Linked DNA regions of Mus musculus: region 1 is linked to region 2. Evidence: chromatin contacts called from public Hi-C data. All regions are on one chromosome and are shown on one strand. The core of a region is the stretch at or near the end of the contact, and the rest is flanking DNA. Distances in the headings are between cores, read along the strand shown. Region 1 overlaps Agpat5 (1-acylglycerol-3-phosphate O-acyltransferase 5 (lysophosphatidic acid acyltransferase, epsilon)). Region 2 overlaps Mcph1 (microcephaly, primary autosomal recessive 1).

The links. A called contact is a pair of places that touch in the nucleus more often than the background predicts.
Region 1: a contact with region 2 is called in a Hi-C map of Th1 cells, with 3 times the contacts expected there. The contact joins two enhancer-like sites. A contact is called at or near these places in 12 of 39 promoter capture datasets (the C10 cell line, the HPC-7 cell line, cranial neural crest and 8 more), 1 of 15 datasets of contacts at CTCF or cohesin (the NIH/3T3 cell line), 3 of 484 Hi-C or Micro-C datasets (Th1 cells, bone marrow-derived macrophages and cortical neurons), 5 of 115 datasets of contacts at active chromatin or transcription factors (the 230-238 cell line, the HPC-7 cell line, embryonic stem cells and 1 more) and 2 of 9 other capture datasets (adipose tissue and pancreatic islet).

Annotation. Positions count from the first base shown.
Region 1 is chr8:18,860,108-18,865,898 of GRCm38.p6, forward strand. It overlaps Agpat5 (1-acylglycerol-3-phosphate O-acyltransferase 5 (lysophosphatidic acid acyltransferase, epsilon)), which reads left to right. Exons shown (of 8, transcript NM_026792.3): 2 at 1,370-1,439. Among named protein-coding and RNA genes, the nearest start is that of Agpat5, 17 kb to the left of the region's middle. Within about 2 kb of position 3,469, at least 25 of the 459 cell types and tissues checked have an H3K27ac peak or open chromatin away from gene starts, as enhancers often do. A contact at or near this core is called in Th1 cells, where this site is marked.
Region 2 is chr8:18,616,406-18,621,813 of GRCm38.p6, forward strand. The region is part of intron 3 of Mcph1 (microcephaly, primary autosomal recessive 1); the gene reads left to right. Among named protein-coding and RNA genes, the nearest start is that of Gm25763, 5.0 kb to the left of the region's middle. Within about 2 kb of position 3,371, at least 122 of the 459 cell types and tissues checked have an H3K27ac peak or open chromatin away from gene starts, as enhancers often do. A contact at or near this core is called in Th1 cells, where this site is marked.

The sequences.
Region 1 (5,791 bases), core at 2,219-4,718, 240 kb after region 2:
TAGCCACTTAAGTGTCCGGGATTTCAGGCATGCACCACTACATCTGGTTGAAAGGTATCTTTGGATGGTTTGGGTATTATTAGCTTGGAGGCTAGCGATGTCTCCAAAGAACCTTACATAATTTACATATGCATACATACATACATACATAAACATACATACATACACACATGCATACATTTAACTGGATCTGTAGTTCTTGTAAAGTGTACCCAGTGGTCCTTAAATAGTTCTACTTTATTTCTAAGAGTGATCATGATCATGAGCTGGCATCCCAATATTAACTCTGCACAGATCAACTAACCATTGGTTACTTATTTGTTTGATTTATGTCGTTTGTAAACTTGATTAGAAGTAATTAGACACGTGTGAACACACTGTGCAGTTGTCTTAGAGCAGTAGCAGCAGCCTTAGTGTGAGTCCTTGACATCTAACTTTATATTATGTAGCTACATTGCTTTTACACAGGGCTTATTAATGCCCTTTCAGGTTTTGTTATCATTATGGTATTTGTGAGTATTTCACCACCAGGAAGGCAAACCTTTCTGGCATAGTAGACTCCAAAGCGTTCACTAACTTATGCATAATTCTTAGTGACAAAGTATAAGAACAACTGCTAAGTAAAAGTGATCCAAAGGAAGGGAACAGATGAGCAACAGCAGTCATTTGCTCCCTTCAAGTCCCTTTCTAATCACTGGATACTTAACACTTACAAAACAGAACAGTACAGTGAAAACCTGGCCTCGTCCCTTGGTTTAAAAACAGAGTGTAGCCAGGAGGGTACAGTGGCACATGATGTAGTGACCCTGACTTGATGTTCCAGCTCACAGGGACCTCTGGCCTCCCTGTTGTACTCCCCTGGCTCCTTAGCCTGCATTTTTGTTCAGCACACAAGTGGACTAACACAAGACTCCAGCACACAGCTTTCATTTGGTCTTATGCTCAGAAACCCTTTCCTCTCATTTGCTAAAATATATCCAACGGACACAGTAGCTCTCCATTTTACAAATCCTTAAAATATAGAGTATGTTCATAATATTTGCGTTATTTCCCATTATGTTATTATGTATATGTCCATCTCTTCCGCTGGACTGTAGAGCCTTATATATTATTAGTGATCAATAACTTCTTGTGGATTTTTCTTACAGGGATATCAATCATTCTGTCTTACTTTATGATCATTAACCTGTCCTACATTTAAGTACTTTATAAGTATGAGCTATTTATAGTGTGTGGGGCTCCCAAGAGAACTCTGATGTTTGTTAGTCATGGATAGAGCTAGTTACATTGTGTCCTTGTCTGTTTCCTTTCACATTCTTTTTTTTTTTTTAATTGTCAAAGTCATGATTCTTTTTGTTTTCTCTTTTAGATATTGCTATATGGAGATTTGCCAAAAAATAAAGAAAATGTAATATATCTAGCGAATCATCAAAGCACAGGTTTGTATTTCATTTGATGAAATTTGGGTTTTTCTAGAAATGGTAAATGAGCATTAATATGTACACACACATACACACAAACACACATATGTACACACACATATGTTTTAAAGACAGGATTTCATGTGACCCAGAATGGCCTCATACTCTCTGAGTAGCTGAGAATGATTTTAAGCTTGTGACACACCTGCCTTCATCTCCAAGGTACAGGAATTGCAGGTGCTTTCTTTGTATGCTTAGCTTATGTGGTGCTGGGCATCAAACCCAAGGCTTCATGCAAACTAGGCAAGCACTGTCCCATCTGAGCTACATCCCCAGCCCATCAAAATGATATTTTAAGGTTATTTATTTAATGAGTTTTATCACGTGTGTGTGTATCTGTCTGTGGGTTTGAGCTTGTGAGTACACATGCCTGTGGAGGCCAGAAGAAGAACACCAGATCTTCCCTGGAGCTTGAGTTGCAGGTAGCGATTAGTTATCCTGGATGGATTTGGGGAACTAAACTGGGGTGCTTTGAAAGAGAAATATGTACTCTTAACTGCTGGGCTTTGTCTCCAGCCTTTAAAATATTAATCTTATATATTTAAGTAAACTAAGCTAGCTTTTGTTTTTAACATAAATTTGCTGTGGATTTTGAATCTGGCTTGCAATTTTATTTTACTTTTTTGGTGGGGAGGGTAAGGTTAGTAATGTGAAAGGTATGGTTTTTGTCCAGGCTTCTCTTCTTCCCTATTTCTCAAAATAACCCTTTAGTTTATTTGGTTTTCTGTCTCTACGTTATATTTTCTAGAATATATATATATATATACACACACACACACACACACATATATATACATATATATATACACACACACATATATAGTGGGATTGGTGGACCCAAGTGTATACATTTTAATTCTTAATTCTACATCTAGCCTTTTATTTACTCTGAGACATATTCTTGCTCTGTTGCCCAGGCTGGACTCAAACTCAAAATTCTCCTGCCTCCGTCTCTGGAGTGATGGATCACAGTTGTATGCTGCCACTGTTTGCACTCTAACTGTGTAGTTGTTAAGCTGCTTATTGGTATGCTGGTGTCTGACTGCTCATTTCCTGGACACAGTGCTGTTATAATTAGCTGTAGTTCCTGTTGCTCTTTAATCCTGGTAGCTTAATTCTAACTTGCTATTTTTCCGTCAGAGAAGGCACAAGACTAGTTTCCAGTATAGAACTGTATTTACTTCCAATCAGGTCAAATATATATATATTTGTTTGTTTGTTTGTTTGTTTTGTTTTGTTTTGTTTGTTTGTTTTTGAGACAGGGTTTCTCTGTATAGCCCTGGCTGTCCTGGAACTCACTCTGTAGACCAGACTGACCTCGAACTCAGAAATCCACCTGCCTCTGCCTCCTGAGTGCTGGGATTAAAGGCGTGCGCCACCATGCCCGGCGGGTCAAATATTTAAAACTACCTCTTTTTGAATGATTATTGATGAATTGTGAATTATGCTGCTAGTCCTGCGGTCCCTTCATGAGGGTCCTCCCCATGAGGCACCTCACAGGTACAGGGCCCAGCCAAGAGGCCAAATGATTGCCTAAAGTGTGCTTTCATTCTCCAAATAATTCACCTCATCCAAAATCCCACTTCCTATATTTTCTAAACCACGGCCACGTTGTGTGCATCCGTTCTATGGTTCGTTTGATTGCTTTGACAAGCTCAGGACCTAGCATCCCAAAGCTAACAGAACCCAACCGTTAGGATATTCTGAATGGAAGGTCACTTGTGCTGATGGCTTTTATTTTCCTCCCACCCCCATTTGGTTGGGATTGTAGCTCTTGATACCGCACCCCCAACACACACACAGACACCCGGACCATAGCTAACACAGAGGTAAAGGAGCTGAAACACGTTTTTCTCTGTGTGACACACTGGAAAACTGATGAAGCTCCAAAGCTTGATAGGGATTTTGATATCAGATGTATTATCCTGGGTCATGTTCGTGAGACTGGCTCAGACTCTGCATTTGACTTTGAGTCGAACCACAGAGTGGCCCAGAGTGACTCTCTGCTTCTAGCCAGCCTGTCTGACACACTGGCTGGCCCTCCTCACCACAATCTGACCTCATGCTGGTGAGGGGAATTTTTACCTGGCTGGCCCCCAGGACAGGGCATGGGCCATGGCAGCATCCTGTCGCAGTTCTGTTGTTCAGAGGTGGATCCCACTGCAGGAAACTAGAGTTTCCCATCAATGTCTTTCTTCTCAGTTTTATGGAAATAACCTTTCCTTAATGGAACTGTAATCCTACAAGGACAGGTGGGACCATGTACTCTTGCTCTCCTGTGGGTCTCACAGTAACAGGGCGGCTGAAGGCATGGCTGTGGTTGCCTTTGCCTTCCTTTAGAGCAGGCTTCCAGGAAAGCACTGTGAGTAAGCAGCAGGTAACAGTTCCTACTTGGTGTTTGAGATCTGAAGATAACGTGGCAAGCAAGAGGCTAAGCCAGTTCCTTTCTTAGTTTAGAGAGACATTTCTTGACTCTGCCTCCAGGTGACCTCCTCTAGGTCTGATAACAACCAGCCTTTGGGGTTTGAGAACATTCTTGTTTTTTGTTTTTGGCAACTTGAAAAAAGTACCCAGAGCCTTTGCATGTTAAGCAAGAACTCTTCTGCCTAGACAAGCAACTGTGCAACACACACAGACACAAGCAAGCAGCTCAACCTAAGCATGCTGCATTCCAAATGCCTTTAAGAAGCCCACAAGTTGGGAACATACCAGAGGAATGACTGAACTGCGTTAGAATTGCATGTTAGTCTACGTGATGGAAGAAGGCATGGAGTCTTCTCTAATAAAACTGCTCATGGAAGACTTTGCATGAATTCCAGGCTTCCAGAGGGTTCAAACCAGCAACCCAAGGTGGATTTGGTTCCTGGGGATGACATATTTAGGTAAAGAGAGCTTAAGAATCAGTCTCTGAAAGTGTAATTTACAGAAAGTGTTCTGGGACTGCTGTTGGTTCAGCCTGTTCACTCTCACTCTGTTCACTCTGGCCTGATGCTCATGAAGAGTTGACCTTTACCTTAGTCTCAGTTGCTGCTTTTACTTGGTATCCTGCTGTGTCTACATCCTTGCTGCTTCTAACTTGTCTGCTTTCAACACTGTTCGCCTTTAAAATTCATTCCTTTTCATTTCCTGTCTGATAGAGTATATGGTTCAGTAGATGGCTGTAAAGCTGAGGGCTCTGCATTCTGGGAGACCCTGCTCATGTGTGCTGCTTCTGTGTGTTCTCTGCCAGTGGGCAGAGCACCCAGGCTCTCTGAGCCTGCTGGTTGGGTCTGAATGATATCTATTGATAGAAGCTTTAAGGCAGTGTACATATAGTTCCACTCAAAAACCCAGTGCAGTGCCTGGCATATGGGTGACATTTAGCAGTACTGTGAATGATGGTGGGGATAGCCCAGTGCTGGATTCATGGGCATAAACCCTTATGTGTCATCCCATAACACTAAGAATTGGTGAGACACGACTGTACAGACGAGGAAAGTAAGGTTTATTTGCCTGTTCTCCTCTCTTCAAGTTACTGAAAACATGGCTTATGGCTAGATAAGCCTCATGGCTAGATCACTGCTAAAGAGTCCTGACAACCAAATTAAATTATTCTTGCCAAAACACAAAATACAGATATCCATGTGAATGTAATACATTCCCTTACATATTTTAATCCAGCGTTATCTCGGAAGCAGTGTGCATAAGTAGAGAACAGTATTGAATCTATATTGTATTCTTTGACTGTACTTATTTTTTTTTATTTGGGATAAGGTCTTACCATATAACCCCAGCTGGCCTTGAACTTACCATATAGACCAGTCTGGCCTTGAACTCACAGAGATTTGCCTGCCTCAGCCTCCTCCAACTCTGAGATTAAAGGCCAAACTTGCCACCATTCCTGGCTTGTAAGTTACTTCTTAAGTGTTGTTACTAAAATTTTTAAATTTAAGGTTATGGTGTAGGATAGTTTATCTTGGATGCATGACATATTTAAAAATATTTATATATTCTCTTAATAGTTTTTAGAAGGTATACCGGACTCCAAAATATAACTGCTTATTTAAATATAAAAACAGATTTATTGTTCCATAAGCTTAAAAATTAAAGTCTCAGGAAAAGATACCAAACTTGGCTTTTACCTATTTATCTCATTTATACCCAGAATATTCACTGGCCAGCAAACTCTGTAGAGCAGTGATTCTCAACCTGTGGGTCACAACCTATCCTGCTTATCAGATAGTTACATTATGAATTGTAACAGCAGCAAAATCACAGTTACGCAATATCAACAAAATAATTTTATGGTTGAGGGTCACCATAACGTGAGG
Region 2 (5,408 bases), core at 2,121-4,620:
TTTTATCGCTGTTAATTATGTGTCTGTGTGGGTATGTGCACATGAGTTACCCAAGGAGGCCAGAACCATCATATCTCCTTGGAGTTGGATTTAAAGCTGGTCGTGACCTGCCTGACATACATTCCAGGAATTGAACTCAGTCCTCTGGAAAAACATTTAACTACTGAGCCTTCTCTTTAGCCTTGGGTTGTTTGTTTGTTTTTTGTTGCTTTTTGTTTTGTTTTGGGGTCTTTTTGCCTTGATTTTGAGACAAGGTCTCATATTATAGCCCGAGGCAACTTGCAACTCGCTATACAGATCATATTGGCCTGGAGCTCAAAGAGATCTACCTGCCTCTGCTTCCAACATGCTGAGATTAGAAATGTGTATAACCATGCCTAGCTCAGTATAAGTTTTTTTTTCTTAAAGATTTACTTATTTATTTTATGTATATGAGTTCTGTATCTGTCTTCAGACACATCAGAAGAGGGCATCTGATCCCATTACAGATGGTTGTGAGCCACCATGTGGGTGCTGAGAATTGAACTCAGAACCTCTGGAAGAGCAATCAGTGCTCTTAACCACTGAGCCATCTCTACAGCCCTCAGTGTGAGGTTTTATGGGTACTTCTTACCTGTTCGCCTGTGTGAACATGCAAGTTCCTTGCCTAAATATATGTTGCTGGCATCGTGTTTCCTTTCATGTGGGGACTAACACAATCCTGGATCTGAGCCTTTGTGTCCTGTCACTGATCAGTGAATTGTTAAGATGCTTGTTTTAAAGTGGGACAAAATGCGTCTTCTCTAACTAGTATGAACCAAGGCTTTCCCCAAACTCTTACCTACAAAAGATGATTGGTAATTTAATGAACTTGGGCTGATGGTCTGTGAGTTAAACAACTTTTGTAACCCAGAAGGAAGGTGGTAGTGCTTACACACCAGAACTGGTGCGGGCAGTCCATACTATCTGACCTTGTGCTTATGGTGGCTGGGATATTCTTAACGTGGTAATCGGGATCCTCAGATTCAGTCGTTCTCTGTTCAGATGAGTCCCAACCATCTCCTTTTGCTCTTCAGTAGAACAAGTTGGTACGAACTACTCTGTTAAACTCGTAACTGTGCTAGAAAAGAGGCACATACGATACACTTAACTCCTGCTCCTTTCTCACCGTTCTCACTGGGCTTTCTTGTTTTCTTTCTCCCTTTCTCTCCTATCATCTCCCACCTTCTCTCCTCTCACCATCTAACTGTATCTCAGGCTGGCCTTCAGCAGTCTTTGTGCCTCTGCCTCCCCAGTGTTGGGGTCGTCAGCGCGAGTCAGTGCATCCAGCTCTCCTGGTAGGACCATTCTGAAGCTGTGGGCTTCTGTAGGCTTAAATGTGGGCCTTTCTTAAAAGCAGCTTTGTAAAAGTGTGGCTTAAATCAAGTGTGGTGGCTCATGTCTGTAACACTAGGATCTGGGAGGCTGAGACAGGAGGATCACAGAGTTTAAGGCCAGCTTAGGCCTTCTGGCTTGTTCCAAACAACCTGGGGTACGATGCCAGACACTGTCTTTAAATGTCCCCTTTGAGTTTATAGATTGGTTTGTTATCTCATAATCACCAAAGTCAAAAGACTGGGGTTTTATATGCCAGAGTAACACCGCCCGCCCCTTTGAAGTCAGCACCTTTCTCCCCATCCTTCAGCCTGGAGCAGCCTGTGATCTGGATTCTGTAGGCAGTTCATTCCTTGATGTAGGATTTCAGGCAGATGGACTCTTCTCGCATGGACTGTTTGGCTTCCTCCACTTGAATGATAGTTTAGAGATTTCTTCATGTTTCATGCAGTAATAGTTTCCTTTGTCTAGCCAAGTAGTATCCATTGCATGTGCATACCACAGTGCATTTGCCAGTGGTGGAAATGTGAACGGTTTCCCATTTTTGGTTACTATGAATGAAGTTGTTATGGAGATTTGTGTTTGTGCCTTTCTGTGTTTTCATTTCTCGTGGTTTATCACCCAAACAAGGTGGCTGCATGGTTTTATGTTCCTCTAGCAGTGTGAGTGTTCTTTTGTTCCATGCCTTCACCCACACTTGGGATTTGTCCATCATCTGAATTTAGCAATTAAGAGTGGATACATAGCAGCCTTTCGTAAGTTCTAATTTACATACCATATAATTTTCTCAGTTAAACTATACAATTTACTGCTTTTAAACATACTCAAAGAGTTGTACAGCCATCTCCACAATTTTAAAGTATTTTGTACCTGGAGTTGAAGCCTGCACCCTTTAGCTCTCACTCCCACGTCTGAAGCCTCAGCAGCTGTTTATTCACTTCCTGCCTTTATAGTTTTCCAGTTCTGGGTATTTTTGTATAAATGCAGCTATATAGTTTGGCAATGCCTGAAGCTGCTTCTTAGCAAAATCTGTTCTGTTGTCCCTTTTATTTGCTTCCTTTTTCTGATCAAATAGTGCTTGATTGTATGAGAGTATATGCATGAGCACACAGGAACACACACAACACACGCACAAGCAAAATGCTTATTGGACTCACAATTCCAGGTTATAGCATCATGGCAGTCATGTCACTGCAGCAGGTGGATGAGAGAATTGGTTCTGTTCCATCCATGGTCAAGAGCAGGGAACATTGAATGTACATGTGTTAATAGTACTCAGCTCTGCTCCTCCCTGTTTTATGCAGTCCAGGATCTCTTTCTCAGTGAATGGTTTCATCCAAGGCAAGATATTCTTGCCTTACTCTAGACAGTCCTTTACAGACATGCCTAGGAGCCTGTCTCCTGGGTGCTGAGCTGTTAGTTCATAGTAACTATCACAGGGTAGAAGGTAGTCAGCCCATATATGTGTACCGTGTGCATACGGTGCCCACAGAGGCCAGAACAGTGCATCATCCCCGGAACTGTACAGTTACACTATAGATGATTATGAGTCACCCAGTGACTAATCCAGGTCTTTTGCAAGAGCAGCACTGCACTAACAGCCAGCCGTCTCTCCAGCCACAGGAAATTTGTCTTTAACCAGTCCCCCTCAGAGTACCCTGCTCCCACAGGCAACGTGTATGCATCTTTTGCTCACAAATGTTCTTTCTTTTTATACCACTGTACAAGCCAGTGGCTTCTGCTTGCAGTTCTGATAGGAAGTAGGTAGTTGGATCTTGTGTCCACCATGGATACAGTTCCTGTCACATAGAGCTTTTTCCCTTCCTCCTGTGCTGCCTGCCATCCCAATGTCCAAAGCTCTTGGCTTCTAGTTATCTCACATGGACATAAGAATTCCACCCTGGTGTTAGGAGAGTGGGTGTTTCTAGGCACCCATGTCCAGACATGCTCACCTGCTCCTCTCTCTTGTGCTCCCCACTCCCGCTGGGGAGGACCTGGAGTCCTTGACTTCTGCACCTCTGCTAGGCCTGGACTTCCTTTTGTTTGTTTGGTTGGTTACTTTCCAGTTCTGCAGGCAGCTCTTACCCACTCCTTGTTTTCATTAGTTTATGTCCCATTTGTTTTCTTTTACTGTTATTTTATTGGGATCTGGTGGACGAAGAGAAAATCGTGCACTTGTTCTGTCGTTTAACCCAGATGACAAAACCTGTTTTATTCCCTAAACATTGCTTAGTTATTATCTCAGGGCCCTGTTGTGCCTACTCTGTTACTGTCAATCTTCAGTGGTCCCTTGGGTACTCTCTTGCTCCTGAAACCTATTGTTTGGGTGACCTATTTGTGACACTTCCTTCAATACCTCTTTCCTTAGATAGAACCTGCAGGGGCAGGAGGTCAGCTCTTAAGCATAGCAAAATGTCCGCAGGGAGACCAGAACTCTGTGTGATGGTCTCTCATAACTGGGGTTGTCTGCCTGATCTTTCTCAAAGCATTGGTGGTATGTAGGAAAGTTACTTATTTGGTTTTTATGTTGATTTTGTATCTGTCACTTTGCTAACATGTTTATCAGGGCATTTATGCTGGAGGCTTTATGGTTCCTTAATAGATAATATCTTCTAGAAATAAGAACACTGACTTCTTCCTATGCTACTTGTATTCTTTTTATTTACCTCTCTTGTCTTATTGTTCTTTCTAAAAGTCCATTCCTCTTTTAAGGTAGGGTCTCATTACGTAACTCTGGCTGACCTGGAACTTGCTCTGTAGACCAGGTTGACTATGAACTCACTCTACCTCTGCCTGAGTGCTGGGATTAAAAGCGTGAAGCACCATGCCTGGATTTATAGTTTGTATTCTTTCACTTGAAATATATACATGCTCAAGTGGGACTGGTTTGTAGGAAGATGGAAGTGTCATTCCTTCCTAGTGGATTGTGAGTGTTGTGAACTATCTATAGACAGATGGCAGCAGCCACAACTGCCAGAGAGGCTTGCTGCAAACATTGTAATTTTGTAAATATTATTATTATTATTATTATTATTATTATTATTACAAGTCATTCCTGTAACTTCAGTAACTGTTTAGAGATGGTGAAGCTGAGGTAGGCTGTATATGTGGAGATTCTAAGGTGGACCATAAGGACAGGGAGATAGGCTGGTAGATGTGGAGACACTAAGGTGGGCCATAAGGGCTGGTAGGTGTAGAGACACTAAGGTGGGCCATAAGGACAGGGATGAGCTAGATCGACTGGGGAAGTAGTGAGTGAGATTAGATAGAAAGGATGGGCCTGTGTCCGTGAGGATCAACAGGATAGATTATAGCTACAGAGGGTCAGTTAAGAGGAGGAGGGTGTGGAGAAGAGAGGAAATGAGGTAGGAATGAGAGGAGAGACTGGGCTATGCACAGAATAATTATTATCGTACACTATCAAAGTCAAAGCAAGACCATGAAAACATATTTATGCAGGACGGAGAGATGGCTCAGAGCACTGGCTGTTCTTATAGGGGACCTGGGCTCAATTCCCAGTACCCACAAGGCTCTACTCATAGCTGTCTCAGGCCCTCTTCTGGTCTCTATGGATACAATGCAAACAAATGGTGCACAAAAAACCATGCAGACAAAACACTTGTACCCATAAGATGAAATAAAAATAAATGTAAAAAGACATTTGTGGAACTTGAAAAACAAAGACAGTGAAAATACTGTTAGAATTATCATATATGTCAGTCAATGTTTCTGCCCTGGAGGGATGGGTTTTGAGTCCCTCCCCTCCCTATGATGTCTCAGGTAGCAGCAGACTACTAATGAGAGAGGTGCTGCTTGTTGTTCTAGTTCATACTTTCAAACCCCATTTGTGAGGATGCAGTGTCCTAGAGAATTTAAAACCAAACCAAACCAAACAAAACAGTTACCTTTGGGACCAAGTTTCCGCCCTTTTGCCAGTAGGTGTCACACCCTCCTTGCATTTTCCCAGCCCTCTTCGCAGAATGGTGCTGTTGGGAAATTTCCCTGTCCTTGTTCCACGCGTGCGAGATGGTGACACTTCCCACTGGGTTGGCTGA